Linked DNA regions of Sus scrofa: region 2 is linked to region 1. Evidence: chromatin contacts called from public HiChIP or PLAC-seq data. All regions are on one chromosome and are shown on one strand. Each heading gives the region's core, a stretch centred on a gene start, on an enhancer-like site or on the middle of the called end of the contact. The rest is flanking DNA. Distances are from core to core; before and after follow the strand shown.

Region 1 (2,700 bases), core at 44-2,543:
ACAAGACGTATTTTGTAGGAAAGAATGTCCTTGTACTTACGTTTCTGTTGGAATTGTAAATGGAGGCATTCTATAGTTTAAAAACGGACTTGAAATCTCAAGGAACTGTTCAGGCTTCTTTATTACTACTTCTAAAAAGAAAAATATAGTGATATATTTTTTTTTAGTCTTCCAAGATTATATGTACAGTTTAACATTTAACATAGCACTGATTAGATTAACTACCCAGCAAATTTCAGTGAGTTAAATAGAAATGTACTAGGATACATAAAGTTTTTTTTTTTTTATTGAAAGGCTTTATGGATCCTGCCAATACTAGATTTCTTTAGTCTACTTAGTTGCTTTCCAGATTTACAACATGAAAGGATGAAGTCTCAAGGGAGAAAGCCAGCAACGTCTTGTAGAGTTATTACTGGCATTTGCTGCTATTTCAAGTGCACGAAAGACTTTCTAGACAAGTTTTGTAGTAAAAAATGTCTTCTTTGGGTTAACCTCTGTAACACCATTGCTTAGGACAGGAAAAAAATGCGGACTAATACATGGATATAGTAGTGGAAGTAAAGGTCAGAAGCAGAAAAGAAAGCAGGAGGTCTCGAAAAGAGCTGTGGATATTCCCAGAGGAGTCTGAAGCTGACAGAGAAGTAGATGCTCAGTGTATGGGGCACACAGCCATGCACTAACACGGTGAGCACTGAAAGTAAACACTAGGCATGACTTTTTTGTTTTTGTTTTTGTCTTTTTGCCATTTCTAGGGGCTGCTCCCGCGGCATATGAAGGTTCCTACGCTAGGGGTGGAATCAGAGCTGTAGCCGCCAGCCTATGCCAGAGCCACAGCAACACAGGATCCGAGCTGCGTCTGCAACCTACACCACAGCTCTCGGCAATGCCAGATCCCCAACCCACTGGGCAAGGCCAGGGATCGAACCCACAACCTCATGGTTCCTAGTCAGATGTGCTAACCACTGCGCCACAACGGGAACTCCTAGGCATGACATTTTAAACAACAACTCTTGCAGCAGTGGAAAGGCTGCCCACTGGGCAGAAGGAAGTGAGACAGTGCCCGTGATTTCCTGTGTTTTTTTTTTTTTTTTCCTGGGGTAACTTCTAAATTGATCTCTCCAGTTCCTCTTAATTTTCCCTTTAAATATTAAACCTAAAAGAGTTAAGAAAGACAATTATGTTGCGAGTCCCCACGTGGGACACTGCAGTTGTGGAATCCCATCGATCCGTGGGTTTCCTTCCCCTTCTTACCACAGAGCCCTCCCTTACATAGAATGAGGCAACAGTCAATAGCAAAATCAGGGAATAGCTGGATGGTCAGTATTTTCCCTGTCATCCAGCTCTTTTGGATGCTCTGAATGAAGAACCGTTTTAATTGTGGATCTATGCATTTAACTAAAATATAGCATTTAAAAAATAAAAGATTTTCTTTCCAACATCCTGTGAAGGCTGATCTTTGGTTGGAAAGGCAAAGGAGGGGGGAGGGAGGGAGGAAAACTGGAAAGTTCTTGGAACCCAAAGCAGCAATTGGCACTCTCTTGGCACCGACAGCCTATACGGCAGAAACTCAAGGAAGGTAAAGAAAGAACTCAAATAACCAAGCAGGAGGAAGAAAGGCAGACAAGTCTAATTAAAGAAAAAAAAAAAAAATGAACTGACCACTTCTCCTTTACATCTGAACCAGAGATTTCTTTAATCTTTGTTCTTTCCTGGCAAGGATAATACATGTTGTGCTAGAAACACTCTGCTACCAGCTGTACCGGTTGTGTCAATGTAGGCAGAAAGCAAATGTGAGGAAAATTACATGGTTAACAGTTGTTATTTATATCTTAAAAACATGTAAATTATGGTTGGAAGTAGGAGGAAAGGAACAGGTAAATATTCCAGTCTCTGTGGCTCTTGCCGTTTTAGGATCCTGAGTGCCGTGGAGACTTAAGGATTATACGGTGACTGAGATATGCTTCTCTGGTCCCACGCAATGAAGGAGCAGCAACACTTGAACTGGGAGCAGGAGCCACAGCAAGCATCATCAATACGACTACAAGCCGTGGTTCATGGGGCCAATCCCTTAAAGCCTATTATGAGCTTTGCAGGGATGCTCTTGGTAAACTGGAGCTCGGGATGTTCACTGAAGCTTTGTCTTCACTGTTCATTCGGGCGACAGACCGGTGAACCCTAATGCAACAACCTCTAGCACGCATTACTGGATGAGCACAGTTAGAAGGTAATGAGGGATCAGAAAAGACAAAGGAAGGAAAGGCAAAAGCAAGGAAATGAACTCAAAAGAGGTCACAGAAAAGCTGGTTTTGAACAGAGCTAATTTAAACTTTTTGGAATGGAAATATACAGATACATATACACACATATACATACATAATCCACAGCACCCCAATCTTTACTACCCTTCATTAAAACTGCAAGTGTAAATTAGCTATGGGAAGGCTATAGCTAATGTTGAATCAATATAAACAAATTGAGTTATTCTGCTAGGCTGCAATATTTTAATTCTTAGTTTTTCTTTTTTAATCACTCTCCTGGAGTTTCCACTGTGGCTCAGCAGGTTAAGAACCCGACACAGTGTCCATGAAGATGCAAGCTTGATTCCTGGCCTCACTCAGTAGGTTAAGAATCCAGAGTTGTGCAAGCTGTCGTGAAGGTCACAGATGCAGCTCAGATTTGGTGTTGCTGTGGCTGCGGCAT
Region 2 (2,700 bases), core at 88-2,587, 130 kb after region 1:
GCGACCACATCTTCTACCTGCCGCAGTTTTATGCATCTGGAGGACGAAGGATAGCCTCGCCAGCCCTGACATGCTCCCATACAGACACCTATTGCAGACTGAGCTTCTTACCATGGATAACCACTGAACCACTGAAAGTTAACATCTTTTTAAAGGCGCACATCCCACCCCACACACCAGCCAGAGTTCAAGTTTTCATATGTTAGTGCAAGAAGAATATGCACCTTCCCCCAGCAGAGAGGTATTATGCTCCAAAATGACAAGGGAAAGCAAATGCCAAATACTGGGGGGAGGGGAGGCAGGTGCGGAGTTAAGGTTGGCGGAGAAGGGAGGAAGTGAGGTTTCAAGAGAGCATTCCCAAGTCCGCTCCTGGGTGGCCTGCCTTTGGAGTGAAAGCATGATATATGAGGAATGGGATTTTACTCAAATGAAAAGTCTCAGACCCAAGGTGGGTGACTGAAAACCTGAAAAGGAACCTGCTAGAATTTCTAGTTTGGGTTGTATTACTAACTAGGTGTGACTAGGTGTGTAACTTTGGGTAAGCTATTCAACCCCTCAGAACCTCAGCTCTTAACTGTGAAATGTTAAAGCTAACAAGGAGCCAGTCCTCTCCCCTCACTTTTCCTGGCCAAGATGCAGAGTTAAAACTTCAGGACAAGCTCCCATGGCTGCCCACCCACCCCTGGTCAAGTGACGGCCGGAGTAGAGGGGCCGACGCGCAAAAAACTAGAGAGCGATCTACAGACTGAGCTGAGGCATCTAACCAGGGTTATTCATTTACCAAGTATTTATTTTGTCCTGCTTTTAAATTCTTCAACTTCTACTGCCCGTTCCACTCTCCTGATCTCACTGGAGGCCACAGGACAACCCCTTCCATCTTTCTAAGTGATTTCGTCCCTTTCTTCTAAACAGAGACAGGCAGGCGAGTTCAGGCTGAGGACAGAGTTAGAAAGGAGGGCAAAAGGAGCCGAAAGGCCCTGGCTCCCAACCGACGGCTGGGAATCCCGGCGCGCGCCCCCTGCCCGGAGGCCGCCGCCCCCCTGCCTCGGGGTCTCCGTCCGCGGCTCGCGCCACCCGCTTACCCGCGATGTCCCACAGCTGCAGGCGCACTAGCGTCCTGCTGTCCCAATTGAGGACCTTGAGGGCGAAGTCCACCCCGATGGTGGCCCGGTAGTGCTGGGAGAACAGCTGGTGGACGTAGCGCTTGATGATGCTGGTCTTGCCCACGCCGAGTTCGCCGATGACCAGCACCTTGAAGAGGTGCTCGCGGGTCTCGGGCGCCGCGGCGGCCGCCGCCGCCGCCCCCTGGCCGGGGTCCCCAGCTCCGCCGCCCGCCATGAGCGTGCCCGGCCCCGCTCAGCCGGCCGGCCGTCCTCGGCGAGCTCGGGCTCCGCACCGGGGCCCCCTCCCGGCCGAAACCTCCCCGCGGCGCCCTCGGAGCCCCTGCCGGCCGTCGAAACTTCCCCGAGGCCGGCCGTCCTCTCGCCGCGCCGCCGCACCGCCTGACCGGTCACAGGACCTGGAACCCGCCGCCGCTGGCAAACGCCGGGGGCGGGGAAAGGGCCGGGGGCTGGCCTGGCGGGGGAGGTCCCGGCGAGGAGGCCGCTACCCGCCGCCTGCGCTGCGCTGCGGGTGGGCCGGGCTAGGGCGCGGGGCACTTCCTCTCCCCGGGCTTTCCTACTCCTCGGGGCGGCGCTGAGCTCGGCCGCCCCCTGCTGGCCTCGCGGAAGCCGAGAACCCGGGGCCGATGGCGAGCGGGCCCGGAGCCTGGGCGGGTCAAGGTCGGCGGGTAAAAGTGCCCAGGCCACCGAATCGAGCGGTGAAAGCCAGCCGGCGGGGCGCGCAGGGCGAGAGGTGGTCGTCCAGGGAGCGGCCCCAGCCGGGAAGGTGCTGGCCTGGGAATCAGCTTCCTTTCCTGGCTCTGCCCTGAGGGAGTTTAACGCTTGTATATCATTTGCTTGATGGACCTCCAGCTGCCCACTTTTAGAAGTGCGAAAGGTGGGCGACCTACTCTGAACTTGACAAAGTTGTGATACCGCTCTTAGTATAAATGAAGGAGGGAGTCTGAGGAAGACAGCGCGAGGTCTCTAAACGATCTTATTTTACGTCCCCAACAAACCGCAAAAGCCTTTTTAAAGTGTTTAGGTGGTAGAGACTCTGAGATAGATCCTAAGAATTGATTGAAAAATAGTTGATAGCATCGAGGGCTTTTACTTTCAAAAAGAAAGGCAGGAAGCCTGACTTCGCCTGCTGTGTTTATAAAATCGAGGGTTGCCCTCCCCCAAAATATTTAGAAACACCTGGAGCTGTTATGCTGCGGTAGCTTCCTTAAATAAACCAGAGCGGCTGCCCGCCCTATCCTCACTCTGACAATCATGAAAAATGTTTTTCAGAGGTGGAGGCGTTTTAAAATTTAGAAGTCAAAGTGGGAGTAAAACCTTTAGTAGAATAGCTATTGAAAAATCATGGATATGTCTCTAAAAACATTTCATGACCAACCAGCTTATGGCTTTTATGTTCACTCGACTAGAGAAACCTTCCAATATGCCTCCAGCTTGGGGAAAGAGGAAATCTGCCAATTACTGCCATAAATGCAACATCTTGTTCCATAGGTACATATTACCATAGACTTGTATGAGTTTTTTTTGTTTTTTTTTTTTTTAGCTCTCCTAGATTTCCGCTGACATTAGGAATAGAATT

What was found. HiChIP or PLAC-seq counts read pairs in DNA pulled down with a chosen protein or histone mark.
Region 2: a contact with region 1 is called in an H3K27ac HiChIP or PLAC-seq map of alveolar macrophages. The contact joins the promoter of RAB32 here to the enhancer-like site in region 1. A contact is called at or near these places in 4 of 5 promoter capture datasets (fetal liver, fetal skeletal muscle, liver and 1 more), 26 of 47 Hi-C or Micro-C datasets (adipocytes, adipose tissue, alveolar macrophages and 13 more) and 2 of 2 datasets of contacts at active chromatin or transcription factors (alveolar macrophages and skeletal muscle).

The regions. Positions count from the first base shown.
Region 1 is chr1:18,962,323-18,965,022 of Sscrofa11.1, forward strand. ADGB (androglobin) reads right to left here. Exons shown (of 34, transcript XM_021072116.1): 11 at 41-131. Among named protein-coding and RNA genes, the nearest start is that of ADGB, 67 kb to the right of the region's middle. Within about 2 kb of position 1,294, at least 3 of the 83 cell types and tissues checked have an H3K27ac peak or open chromatin away from gene starts, as enhancers often do. A contact at or near this core is called in alveolar macrophages, where this site is marked.
Region 2 is chr1:19,096,310-19,099,009 of Sscrofa11.1, forward strand. It overlaps RAB32 (RAB32, member RAS oncogene family), which reads right to left and starts at 1,338. Exons shown (of 3, transcript NM_001123176.1): 1 at 1,083-1,338. The coding sequence starts at 1,338.